Regions from separate parts of the Mus musculus genome. Here region 2 is linked to region 1. The links are chromatin contacts, called in public HiChIP or PLAC-seq maps. All regions are on one chromosome and are shown on one strand. Each heading gives the region's core, a stretch centred on a gene start, on an enhancer-like site or on the middle of the called end of the contact. The rest is flanking DNA. Distances are from core to core; before and after follow the strand shown.

Evidence for each region. HiChIP or PLAC-seq counts read pairs in DNA pulled down with a chosen protein or histone mark.
Region 2: an HNF4G HiChIP or PLAC-seq map of pancreatic cancer cells shows a contact between it and region 1. The contact joins the promoter of Sprr1a here to the promoter of Lor in region 1. A contact is called at or near these places in 2 of 39 promoter capture datasets (cranial neural crest and hippocampal neurons) and 2 of 115 datasets of contacts at active chromatin or transcription factors (pancreatic cancer cells and stem cell-derived neural progenitor cells).

The regions. Positions count from the first base shown.
Region 1 is chr3:92,080,547-92,087,751 of GRCm38.p6, forward strand. It overlaps Lor (loricrin), which reads right to left and starts at 2,596. Exons shown (of 2, transcript NM_008508.2): 1 at 2,548-2,596; 2 at 1-1,454. The coding sequence starts at 1,431.
Region 2 is chr3:92,482,861-92,490,093 of GRCm38.p6, forward strand. Sprr1a (small proline-rich protein 1A) reads right to left here and starts at 3,021. Exons shown (of 2, transcript NM_009264.2): 1 at 2,990-3,021; 2 at 1,094-1,851. The coding sequence starts at 1,832. The coding sequence ends at 1,398.

The DNA of each region.
Region 1 (7,205 bases), core at 1,346-3,845:
CTGCTGGGTCTGGTGGCAGACTGGCACACCCTTGCCACCTCCAGAGCCGCCACCAGAGGAGCCGCCTCCGCAGCTGGAGCCACCGCCTCCGCCTCCGGAGTAGCCTCCTCCGCAGCCACCGCCGCTGCCTCCGGAAGAGCCACCTCCGCAGCCACCGCCGCTGCCCCCGGAAGAGCCGCCGCCACAGCCACCGCCGCCTCCGGAGTAGCCTCCACCGCAGCCACCGCTGCTGCCGCCACCACCGCTGGAGTAGCAGCCACCGCCGCCACCGCCGCCAGAGGAGCCACCTCCACAGCTACCACCTCCTCCGGAAGAGCCCCCTCCGTAGCTCTGCTGGGGGGCGCAGGAGGTCTGACTGGTCTGCTGAGAGGAGTAATAGCCCCCTCCGCCGCCAGAGGAGCCGCCGCCGCAGCTGCCACCGCCACCACCGGAATAGCCGCCGCCGCCGCTGCCGCCGCAACTGGAGCCACCACCAGAGGAGCCGCCTCCGCAGCTAGAGCCTCCGCCCCCGGAGTAGCCGCCACCGCAGCTGGAGCCTCCGCCCCCGGAGTAACGGCCGCCGCAGCTGGAGCCACCGCTAGAACCGCCTCCGTAGCTCTGGCACTGATACTGTTGGGACGATCCGCCGCCGCCGCCACCGGAGGAACCACCTCCGCAGCTGCTGCCGCCGCCACCGGAATAGCCGCCGCCGCCGCCGCAGCTGGATCCACCGCCACCTGAGTAGCCGCCGCCACAGCTAGAGCCGCCGCTGCTTCCACCGCCGCCGGAATAGCCGCCTCCGCAGCTGGAGCCACCGCCGCCACCAGAGTACTTGCCGCCTCCGGAACCGCCGCCGCAGCCACCGGAGCTGCCGCCTCCAGAGGAGCCTCCGCAGTAGGAGCCGCCGCCTCCTGATCCGCCTCCGCAGCTGGAGCCGCCGCCGCCACCCCCGGAGGAGCCGCCGCCGCAGCTAGAGCCGCCGCCGCCACCACCTCCGGAGTACTTGACGCCCCCACCAGAGCCGCCACCGCCTCCACAGCTGGAGCCACCCCCGGAGTAGCTGCCGCCGCCGCAGCTGGAGCCGCCGCCGCCTCCGGAGTAGCCACCTCCGCAGCTGGAGCCGCCGCCGCCCCCAGAGTAGCCACCGCCGCAGCTAGAGCCACCACCGCCTCCGGAGTAGCCGCCGCCGCAGCTAGAGCCACCGCCGCCTCCGGAGTACTTGACGCCCCCACCGGAGCCGCCTCCACCGCCGCAGCTGGAACCACCTCCATAGGAACCACCGCCTCCGCCTCCACAGCTAGAGCCTCCTCCAGATGAGCCGCCTCCGCAGCCAGAGCCGCCACCGCTATAATAGCCGCCGCCGCCGCCGCCGCCGCCGCCTCCTCCTCCACCAGAGGTCTTTCCACAACCCACAGGAGGGCAGGGAGTGGGCTGCTTTTTCTGGTGAGACATCTTGTTTAAGGAGAAGGGTTACCCTGGAAGAAGAGCAGAAGAGCAACATTAGACCAACAGCAGCAAGAGGACGCTGTGAAGGTGGCAGATGCATCCATGCCAACATACTTCTGACTACTAGCTTTATGCAGACTAGGTGTCTGGACTCCATTCCTGGACTGGTTAGCTCTTCAAAAGTCCCGTTAATAGTGACCCCCTTTTCCCTCAACTCTGCCTTTCTTCTACTATGTGATTTGGGAAGCAGAACCCCCACATTCCCACCTGCTTTTGATCTTCCATTAATAAACACTCCATGTCTAAGGGTGCTCCCAAGTCCCAGTGCTGATTCTTTAAATTCAGTAGAAAGTTGCAAAAATTCCACGTGGATTTTATCCACTCCCAGCACAATAAGAAAAGATTTGTTTGGACATTAGCATTTCCTGCATAAAGTCCTTAGTTTAAACTCTTGATCTGTCCTATTGAGTGAGGATATCCTCCAAGGGCCAATTATTAGACAAGACAGCTCTACTGTGGTCCTGTCTGCAAACAAATGGAAGAACTCTGAACCTTTTGGACCAGTACATCTAACCAGAAGAAAGTAGACATCTTTTTGAGAATATGCAGGAGTCTAAATTTGGTAGACTCCAATTAGCTGTAGCTAATAGGAAGCTGTGTAGTTCAGCACCTCACAAGTCATTTATCTGTCAGAACATCTGCCCTCATAAAGCAGAGCTTGGGTTTTTGTGGCTTCTCAAATCTCCCATCAGCACCATTCTATGACTTATCGTCCCTCTCCCTTCCTGATAGTGTATTCAGCCACTTCTGGCAGGTTCAAAAGGTTCATCCAGCCCATGGAGGCCTGCCACTGCAGTCATCCAGTATTCTAACCCTCAGCTCCCAGGGTGCCAGAGAAGTAGGAGATAGTCATATCTTTGTGAAGTTTTAACATTCTGCCCAGAAGACCAGACACATCATCTGCCCAGCACCAGCTTACCACTCTCCCAGTGCTTTCCTAAAGCCCTTCTCAATTTGAACAGAGTACCTTCCAAAGGGGAGAAAGGCTCTGTTCCTTAACCTCTCTGCAAGCTGAGCACGGCCAACTGGAGAGACCAGACAGCCAGGAGAGCCCACACTTACCTGAAGCACCAGGGAAGATGAGTGAGGGAAGGAGGTGATGCTGATGTGAGGGACACTGGTGCTCCTGTGTTTTATACTCTTGTCCTGCTCTGACTCATCTATTGATCAGGCACCTCCTCCCTGTGATTGCAGGGGAAGGATTGACCCATTCATGAAGATTTCAAATTCTTGGGATAGGGATAGGCAGTTTGGTGTATGACTGGCCACTTCTCTGATGTAACAGTGAGCAGGTTGGTCATTAGAGATGGCCAGCAGTGTGGATGGCAGAAATTGTTTTCAAAACTTCTGTATAGGTTGCGTGCCATAACCAGAGGGCTATTCTAGAGGATTAGGTTGCAGACTTGTGAAGCAGCCTTACGGAATCTAGAGATCTAAGACATTGTCTAAGACATAGAAGCTAGTTCAGTTGTATCTTTCCAATTTTGATGTTTGGTTTTGATTTCATTATCTTGGAAATTCTCGAAATTTTAGAATCCATCTCTCTTATGCCACAATTTCTCCATTCCAGTTTCATGAACACTTCATTGGGTTGCTTCTGTTCTGCTTACTTTATTGGTTGTGAGAGTTCATGAGTCCCCAGCTCCCAGTTTGGGATGGTACCACGGAAAAGACAGCACTGTAACTAGCATGACTTTAGTCTACTTTAAGTTATTCCTTGTGAGAGCAGGTGTTTTGATCTTTGTTACTGACTACTGACTTTACTTACAAAGGTGAGAACTAACAAGACAGACCCTGGCAGCCTTTTCACCATGACCCTTTGATTCTGATGTCCTATGGTGCTGCACAGTGACTCTGACCTCTGAGATGCCACCATAGAGTGGAATGGACTTAGAGATCTCAGTTGGGTTCAGGTCTTTCCATTACTATTTTCAAGCTATGTCACCATGGGCAAAGCCACAGTAGTTCATGCAATGCCACCAACAGGGCAGTTACTGAGTACTTGTTCATTGTTGAGCTGTCTGATCCCCATTTGGTCTACCAAGCAGGAATCCTATAATTTATTTCACAGAAACATGAAAATGGAAGTTATGAAATATGAATGTACTACATAGTATGTGATATTAATACTTTTGCTCTTTTCTCACATGACAGAACACTTTTCCTTCCAATCATGCCTGCCCTTGAACCCTATTGGAAAGAAGGTGTGTGAAGACATCTTAACTATTTTCCTATAAGATTTACTCAGTTCTCTGATGACCCTAGGGCCAAGAGCAGCCCCCCTCTGTGTATGAAGAACATAGTGTTTTTCCTTTCTTTCATCATTGGAACTCAGTTGCTATTAAGATACCACTGTTGAACCTTGTTCCACCCAGCTGTGTTGAAAGAATAATTCTAATCAGAAATTGTCTTAATTATGGGGGAGCATTAATGATCTAAACGATCCTGATTAGACTTTGGCTCTCAGAAACTTGTGCCACTTGTTTCAGTTTGGACAGTATGAACTCAGGTGATCCAAGGAGGATCCTGGGTGTTCCTGTTCATGGAGGATATACTAGGGAGAAAAGCCAGGATCTTTTGGAGAGGGCAGGCTTCTCAACTTGAAGCTGAGACACCATGGTGGCTTTGGAAGGAAACAGCACCTTCTTTTAAATTTCTTTTGATTGCCATGGGTAGGAGTTATTTTGTTTAGTCAGGCAACATGGGAACAAGTTTGAACTGAGGCTCTTAGCACTGAGCTGTGGACCACATCGACCCACTACAATGCACTCACCAAGCTGAAGGAAAAGTCAAGTTAGCATGAAGTCGGTAGGTTATTTTGGGCAAGAGAAGTTTGTAATTAAAAAATTATAGCCTTCCTTCCTTTTTTGTGTTTATGTATCATTTATTATACATATACATAATCTGAGCTGAAAAGTGCTTTCATACTCATGTGTTAAATGAAATGTTTTGATTTTTATTAAAAGTGACTTATGTATTATACAAAATAAGCAGCTTATTATTTTTCTATACATACCTATAATATAATTTGATCATATTCATTCCTACTATCATTCTTTCTTGCCTCCTCGCCATCTTTCTCCTTCCAAGTCCCTAATAGACCCCTTTCACTTTAGTGTCCTTTTGTTCCCCTCCACAGATTCCAGATGTCAGAGACATAAGACATTTATGTTTGTGAGACTAGCTTATTTTGCTTAACATAATGATCTCTAGTTTTCATTTTCCTGTAACAGATATATTTTATTCTCCTTTGAGGCTGAATAAAATTCCATTGTGCACACGTGCCACATTTTCTTGTCTAACCAACACCTGTGCTGGTTCCATAGCCTGGCTATTGTGATGCAATAAACTCATGTATACAGGCAACTCTGGCATGAGTTGACTTGATTCTGTTGGGTGTATACCCAAAAGTGATATAGCTCTGCCATATGCAAGTTGTGTTTTTTCATATTCTGAGAAATCTCCACATTGATTCTGTAGTGGATGGACTTATTTAAATGTTCATTAGCATTGTTAGTGTTCTAAACCCCTTCAAATCCTAGCCATTTTGCTTATACTTCCTTCCTTCTTATTGAAAATCACTCTGACTAAAATGACATGTAAATCTCCCTATAGCTTTAGTTTGCATATCTGCAATGACTAAAATGTTGAATTTTTTACTGTTTTAAAAGTGCCTATTTTAGGGCTGGAGAGGTGGCTCAGTGGTTAAGAGCACAGACTGCTCTTCCAGAGGTCCTGGGTTCAATTCCCAGCAACCACCTGGTGGCTTACAACCATCCAGGGATCTGGTTCCCCCTTATGCTATGTCTGAAGACAGTGACAGTGTACGAAAGTACATAAAATATATAAATCTTTTTTAAAGTGTCTATTTTCTTTTTTTGCTCATTTATTTTTTAAATTATGTGTTCTTTTTGGTGTTCAGTTTTAAAGTTCTTTGCATATATGGTATCTTAGTTGTCTATTGGGTGAGTAGCCTGTGAAGTCCCCCTCCCACCATTCTGCAAGCTGCCTCTTTACAGTTTCCTCTGTACTGCAAAACATTTTTTTTTTTGAGCTGCCATGTAGATGCTGGGAATAGAACCCAGGTTTTCTAGAAGAAGAGTCAGTGCTTTTAAACACTTATCCTTCCCAAGCTCCTTAACCATTTTTAATTGGCATATACCAATTCAAGATCTAAGACACAAAATCCTTTACAAAGCCTTTTGAGATACAGAGGAAGAGTAATACTTTCTTGATTAACCTTAAACCCAATCTTGCCCCAAAACTAAAACGTACATCAATAGCTATAGATATAAAAGTCCTCAGCAAAATGCTGAGAAACTTAAATTCTGTCATATGTGACAGAATATGTTGTTCAAGTACACTTTTTCTAGAGTTGTCAGATGGCCAACATTTGAAAGTCAATCACCCTAATCTTTTCCATCAATAGACTTACAAAATTCAGTTTATACGTCAGATGCATCTGACAGAATTCAACATCAGTTCATGACTTCAACAGAGAATAAAACTAAGAAGAGATAATAAACCTAAGAAGAATAAAGGGAGGGAGGGAGAGGAAAAGGAAGAAGTGAGGATAAAACAAAAACTTCCACCAAGTAATGGTTGGCATCCACAAGACCAACATCTACATTATACTTAAAATTTAAGGTATGTCACCTATCATCATGACCCAGTCAACATGACTTGCTCCCAATTCTGTTTATGCTTCAATTGCAATCTAATTGCTGCTCCCAAAACTCAACGAAAGAAGTAAAATACAGAGAGATTTGGAAAGAAAAAAATAAAATCATCTGTTTGAGGAGATGACATAAGTAGATACGTGCAAAACATTTTATATTTCTTATAATTATGTTTGTTAACTTTTTTTTCTGTAGCTCCTTGAGCTATTGGAGCCTTTGTCACAAAGTCATTGCCTATGTGTTCTATCTTGAGGTGTTTCCTTTATTAGTTTCAAAGTTTTAGATCTTAAGTTACAGTTAGCTCCATTTTGAGTTGGTTTTTGCATAGGGTGAGAAATAGGGATGCAGTTTTAGTCTTTTATACATACAGCCCCAGAGGTTTTGAGGGCCATGAAATTTCTTTATGGAATTCTAAACCTTGGAAAACTCAAGTGCAGTCGACTCCAAATGACTAACAATTCAAAATGTCTAAGAACTACATTTAGTTTTAATTGATGTACTTTTATGGATTATAGTATGATAGTTCTTTCATTTTTAATTGGCAGTTTAATGTACTTCATAATGAATATTTGTATGTTAACACTCATTCACCACCTTGGGCTTTTCCTGGTTTTCTTCTTCCTAAGAGTTGCCTCCTATTTTTACATCTTCTTTTTGTGTGTGGTAAACTGGGATGGATTCTTTTTTGTTGTTTTAGTATGCTTTATTTATTTCACTATATTCAAATAAATACATGCAATAAATATAAAAATGTTACTGAGACATTTTGCATTCATTTTCTCCTATTTGGTTTTTGAAACCAATGTATATTATCCTGATGGCACATCTTAATTAAGACCAGCCATATGTCAAGTGATATCACTATTGAGACCCTCATAATAAGACCTTTTGTTGTCAATGTCATGGTCCTTAATGGAAACAGTTTGGGTTGAATCATAATGGACTCTGTATTTAATATCATAATCAATGATTTTTCCAGATAAGAGAGTTTCTAATGATAACTGAATAAAACTAAATCAAAAGAATAATTGTAAATCGTCT
Region 2 (7,233 bases), core at 1,771-4,270, 400 kb after region 1:
TGCAGTCACTCTGATTATCAGGGAAAGGTGAAAGAGGGTCAGTAGAATAAACTAGAGACATGAGCCATAGATTTGGGTACAACAAATAAGAAATTCTATTTCTTGGTTACCTTTAATAATTATCACCCCATGTCAGTTATCTGGAACATGAACAAGAAACTTTTCAACACTCCCTTGTTCCAATATTTATTTCCTACTAACCCACTCACACTCAACTTTATGATTTTTGTCTTATCTGTACTAATCTGTCTTCTGAAGCCTGTTGACACTTTTCCTTAACCCTTTCCATTTAATTCATTTTCTCTTAAGATTTACATAGAGAAGTAAAAAGTACAATAATGGACAATGTATATAAATGTGAGGAGGACAGAGGGGGATAGGAAAGGATGTTTACATAGAGAAGACAGGACCATTTTTCTCAGGTTACTCTTAGGGCAGGCACTATCCTCAGTGGGCACTCAGTGGTACTCAAAGGGGAATGACTGAAGTGATGTGGTTGGAGTCATGTTGCATAATTTTTGGAGATCTAACTATGTGGATATGTGTTTCAATGTCTGTGGGAAGGATTTGTCTCTTGTTTGAGGTCCGAACCTCAATTTTGGCACCATATGTTGTGGATATCAAAAAGGAAAGATGGATGAAAAATAAATATGCAGGTTGAATACACTAGCACTGTTTTCTTTGAAACAGTTTTAAGAGAATCAACTGAACAGAATCAAAATAATCTGGAACAAAGACTTTACAGTCAGTGATGTGTCAAAATATGTATCAAACACCTTTGGATGTGATCCACTTGGGTGAAAGAAGAAAACCCCTTGGCTTCCCAAAGAAATAGACACCACGTGGCCTTAAATACTTTTGTAACAGTCTGTTCTGTATATATTATAACTATATGAACATGCACACACACACACACACACACACACACACACACACATACACACCCATCCCACATACTCAATCACAAAATTAGGCATCTTTAGGCAACTTTTAGCTATAGACCCACTGACCAGTTTTTGTTGTGCTAGTTCCTCCTTCATACTGAGAAAGTAATGATAGTTCAGGCAGCCACTGATACATACACAACAAAGTATGGAGTTAAATGGCATTTAATGGGGGGAAAATATTGACCATACACTTGTCTCACTCCTCACCCCCTTCAGATGAATCCTGAGCCATGAAAAGTGTAGCCATTCAATATGACTTTGGGCAATGTTAAGAGGCTCAGGAGCCCTTGAAGATGAGGATGAGAGTCAACTTTTTAGGTGGTGCAAGGAGAGAGGGATTAAGATTGAAGGTCACAGCATTGGTAGCACAAGGCAATGGGACTCATAAGCAGGATAGACAGCAGCCTCAGCATCTGGTGATCAGGTCTTCAGGCATGGCTCTGGACAATATTACTTCTGCTTTGTCTTCTGCTGGTATGGTGATGGAGTGACAGTTGAGGGGCAGGGCTCGGGAACAACAGGGTGGCAGGGCTCAGGCGCCTTGGGGTGGCAAGGCTCTGGTGCCTTAGGTTGGCAGGGCTCTGGCACCTTGGGGTTGCAGGGCTCTGGCACCTTAGGCTGGCAGGGCTCTGGCACCTTAGGCTGGCAGGGCTCTGGCACCTTGGGGTTGCAGGGCTCAGGTGCCTTGGGGTGGCAGGGCTCGGGTGCCTTGGGGTGGCAGGGCTCTGGCCCCTTGGGGTTGCAGGGCTCAGGAACAGGGTGGCAGGGATCCTTGGTTTTGGGGGCACAAGGTTCCTGGGGTGGTGGCTGGCAAGGCTGCTTCACCTGCTGCTGGTGCAGCTGAGGAGGTACAGTGCAGGGCTGCTTCTGCTGGTGGGAACTCATGGTTAGATAGCACTTGGTCCTGGAAACAGAAAAGACAATTTAGTGATTCATTGAAAGAGAAGGTAACCTCAACATCAAGTCAATTTAATTTCAGGCCCCTTTAGAGAAAAAGAGCCCCTCTCCATGCTGACTTCCACACTTGAAAATAAAATATGGTATGATCATTTCTGGACTTTTAAACATGATTAGCAGAAGTATGGTTTGCTCTTGTCTGTCTCAGTGGGTTCTTTCCTTACTCTCATTCTCCCTGGTCATGTTTTCTACCTAGTTGAAGAAGTTCCAAGACATAAATGAGCAAAGTATAATGACATATGCATATAAAACTCTCACACTAAACCATATGCTAGCCAAAATATTAATAATACGTCTTAAAAAGCAATAAAGTATGGCTTCTGAGAGGCTTGTGAACCTACACACCAGGACATCTGGAAAGCGGTGTCACCCAAAGACAGCAGCATACCAACCTCCTTGTGAAATAGATCATAGTATAACTTGCAGAGTGGCTGCATGTTAGTCCATGCTCATATGCTTTTGCCCTTTTAGTTTATGCTCTCATGGATCCCTACACATTTCCTACATTTCTGTCTCTGCCTATCAAATGCTTTTCCATCATAGTTCATGGTGTGTGCTACCACTAAGTGCTGTCCTTGAGCCATGCCTCCCCTGCACAGCCCCTCCCCACCATTATTTCTTTCACTACCACTGTCTATGAATCGCATTTCAATTTCATATGTCACCTTCTCTGCCAGACTACAAGTATGGTATGTTCTATATTGGCCTAAAAATTTACTTTAGTAGATTCCTCTAATAAATTAAATTTCGCTATTGATATGCCTATCAGTAAGAACTGCAATAATTCTGAAAGCTATCTGGACTGAAGCCTTAACCTGTCTCCAGCTGTGAACTTCCATGAATATTTGAATGGAGGTTTCCTTTTGCCTTAATCTCTGATTCCAAGGCTGTCTACTACAGTGACCAACTGAATCACCTCTCAAGTTCCTAGACCCAAAATGTGCTATAATTTAAGCAAACAATGCTACTGTTCACTAACTGTAGGCAGCACCCCACATCAACTCTGTAATAGAGTTGGCTTTGAACAGTTTTTCATAGTAAAAAAATAAGCAAGAATTTCAAATCAGTTGCAAGCAGAGACTTACCTAATACTCAGAGAAGAGCAGGTTCTCTGTTGGTGTGGATTCTGTGTGCAGGCATTGGGCAGCTGGCTTTTTATAAGAAGAACACCTCCAGGAAACACACTTGGCCCAGATGCTCTGTTTTCCTTTCTTACCAGTCACCTATGACTCACCCTCCTCCCCTAGTTCACCCTCTGACTCAGCTTTAGTTATGGAAACCACCCAGCTGATATAATGACACTGACAGTTTGACAATGATGTCACCTGGGTTCTCTGTCACCCTCCTCCTCAGGCCCAGGTGTCATGCTTGTGTTGTGAGAGGGTTAATGAGCTGGCATGGAGGAGGGTTGAAGTGGTCCTGACACCTGCTGTCTTCCTTAAGTTGGCTGGCTGGTCCTGGTATTCTGTGTGGCAAAATACTGTGTGAATGTAAAAAAGTAAAGTGAAGAGGAAAGGGGGCATGGGGTGGATGCTTGCTATCTCTTAGTGAAGCTGTGTTCTGGAAATACAGAAATAATGGATTATAGACTCTGATAACTGTTTGGATGATTTATAACTTTATGCACATGTCTTACATTTTCTCCCAACTCCATGGAACTATACACATTAAAGATTATGTGCATACCACCCCCAGCCACACCCCTTTCTGGCTGGTCCCTAACCTGGGAAAACCTGCTTTGCTTCCTTGCCACACCTTCCCCCTCTCCCCACAACCTGTTTCTCAAATTTCCAACTGCTAAAGCTGATCGTTTTTCCAGGGTAACCTTTTCTCCCACTCCACCCAACCATCAGGTTGTGGCTGCTTCCTCTTTTCTAGCCCAGTTGAATTCTTCCCCACACCTGAAAACCTAGAAGCCTTTTGTAACCACCTTCATCCAAGGAAAACAGTGGAGGTTTGGCTGCCTTTGTGAGGAGCCAGAAAGAGGCCTGGCCTGTCTTGTGGTGGGGCCCTCAGATGTTAACAAGATGAATCTGTGAAGTAACAGTAAGACTACTATGTCTTTATAAGGTTCTGGGGATAAACAGTAGTTATTTCTAGATCTGAAAAAGGTAGAAGAGCTATTAATTAGCATACAGAAGAATTAAAAAATACTCAAATAGCTGGTCTGGAAAGTGTTGATATTAAAATCTTTGTGTGTGTGTGTGTGTGTGTGTGTGTGTGTTCTATCTTAGCACACATACAAACAGGAAATCAGATGTCATTACATATGATTATGAGGCACTATGTGGTTTCTGGGAATTGAACTTAGGACCTCTGGAAGAGCAGTCAATGCTTTTAACCACTGGCCCATATCACTGGCCCCAGAAGGTTTCTTAAGCCATAAATCCCAGTGTTGAAAATGATGCAGTGTCTCCCTCAGAGGCATTCCACATTTAGCATGGGAAGTAGCTTCATCTGCAGAGAGCTTCTGGGACAGAAATGACAGACACATATTAGACAGTCTGTTAGTATTTGTCAGAATGAAGAAGAAATATGAAGAAGAAACATATATTACCATGGGAATATTGTTATTTGAACAGGCACAGAAATGGCCTTCAGAGCCCTCAAGGGTAACCCTGATTCAAAGAAGGCAGGAAAATACTATAGTTCATGAAACCTCCAGTTAGTCAGAGTCTGAGAGAGGAAGGAAGAGGCCATGATGCTAAAAATGAAAATTTTAGGTTTATTTATTTAATGTGAATGAGTGCATTACCTTCATGAAATGTAAGCAGCGACCATGGATGTCTGAAGAAGGTGGAAGAGTCCATGTAACTTACATTAGGGACAGTGGTGTGACAGGATGTGGGTGCTGAAAACTGAACCTAAGTCTTCTGCAAGAGCAGCAAGTGATTTTAACCATTGAGTCATCTCTCTAGGCCCCAAAGACTGTTTTTGAGCACAACAAGGCATCAGTAATAGTGCCAAGGTTTGGTGCCTGCCCATGGGATGGACCCCAAGTTTTGGGCGTTTGGTCCTTCAATCTCTACTCCATTTTTGTTCCAGCATATCTTTCAGTCAGGAATAATTCTGGGTTAAAATTTTTATAGGTAGTTTGGTGAATCCATCCCTCCACTAGAAGCCCTTTCTATCTATTGGAAGTGGTCCCTTCAGTTTTCATCCCACACTGTTGGGCATTTTGGCTATGGTCATCCTCAGTGAATCCTGGGAGCCTCTCACATCCCAGGTCTCTGGAACTTTCTAAAGGTTAACACCTCTTAACCCCCCCCCATCCTCATCCACAGCCCCCACAGCTGCTTATTTCCATTCATTCTCCTGTCTCCATACCTAATCTCCTCCCTCACTTTACCCTTTACCCTCCCCTCTCTCACCCAGGTCCCATAACTCTGCCTCCGATAATTATTTCCTCCCTACTTTTAAATGGGATTTAAGCATCCTCACTTGGGCCTTCCTTTTTCTTAAACTTCTCACGATTTCTGAGTTGTATCATGGGTATTCTGTACTAGCTAATACACACTTATCAGTGAGTACATACTATGCCTTTTGGGTCTGGGTTATCTCAGGATATTTTCTAGTTCTATCCATTTGTCGGCAAAATTCATGATGTCCTCATTTTTAGAAGCTGAATAGTATTCAATTTTGTGTTTGCAGACAGGAACCTAACATGGCTGTCCTCTGAGAGTCTCTACCAGCAGCTGACTGAAACAGATGCAGATACTTAAAGTCAATCATTGGACTGATGTCAGGGACCCCTATGAAAGAGTTAGGGCAAAGATTGAAATAGCCATAGAGGATGGAAACCCCATAGGAAAATCAAGAGTATCAATTTACCCAGACCCCTATGAGCTGCCAGAGACTAAGCCACCAACTGAAGAGTATACATGGGCTGGTCCATGGCCCCTGGTACATATGTAATAAAGGACTGCCTTGTCTGGCCTCATTGGGAGAGGACAGGCCTAATCCTGTAGAGACTCAATGCCCCAGGGAAGGGGGATGTTGGGGATAATTTAAAAAATAGTTTAACTTTAAAAACAGGACTATTTTGAATTTAGTTGATATTACTCAAGATGGGGTTTTAAGATAGCATAGTGGCATGGCTAGGGTGACACCTGCCAAGAAGTACAATCCCTTTATGATGGTCATTTTCTGAAGATCCTTCCTATCACAGAGACTTCTGTGTTCGGAAGTCACATGAATAAGCACTCCTTTAGACTTGGCACCAGCAACTTCTTCTGATCAACATAACATGAGACTAACATCACTGATTCAGAACCACATTCCAAACACTATCTGTTAAAGGGTGTGACCTTCAGGACATCTAAATTATCTTAAAACTCAGCTGTGATGATGCCTCTTCTTCCCACACCTCTGTTCCCTCCCCTCTGCAAACCCATCTAAATGTTTTTGAAGCACTTGCTAGTTGCACAGCTAGATCACCTGTTGTGAACCTGAGTCAAAATTATCCTTTGACTCTGTCCCAAAAGCACTGGTTCTCATTCACAGAAATATGCTGCCTGGTGTATAGTATTTGCTCAGTGATTGGCAATTGTAGAATTGAAGCTTGGGTGAATGATTAGAGGAGGGAGGGAAGGAAGGATGGAAGGAAGGAAGGAAGGAAGGAAGGAAGGAAGGAAGGAAGGAAGGAAGGAAGGAAGGAAGGAGGGAGGGAGGGAGGGAGGGAGGGAGGGAGGGAGGGAGGGAGGAAGGAAGGAAGGAAAGGAAAGACAATTTTTTCTAAAGAGAACTTTGAAGACTTCTTTAAATTGTTTCTCAGTTTTATTTATCTTATTTTATGTGTATGGATGTTTTTTCACCATCTATAAATGTGCACCATGTGCGTGCCTGACATGATGTTCACAAAGGTCAGAAGAAAGTGTTGGATCCCTTGGAATGGGAGTTAGGAATGGATGGGAGACATCGTGTAGGTGCTGGGGACTGAAACCAGGTCCTCTGCAAGTGCTCTTAATCCTTGAGCCATTACTCCAGCAGTGAGTCTTCTTCAGAAGTAGCTAGGAATAAAAAAAGAGTATTCTGGTTTCATTTAAATGATATTAAATTTCTTTGGGAAATTCATACAATGTATTTTGTTCATAGTTACCCTATACTCTTTACCATAACCCCTTTAAAATCCACCCTGACTCTCTATTGTCTAATTTTGTATTCTTTAAAAAATAACCTATCAAGTTCAATTTGTAATGTCCTTATACTCCCAAATGTGGGGCTATCCACTGGAATGTGGTTGACCTACCAGGGGCCATACCCTTAGAGAAAACTGACTCTCTTCAATAATAAACATCTCTTTTATGTTAAGGTAATTAAAAAAAAACAG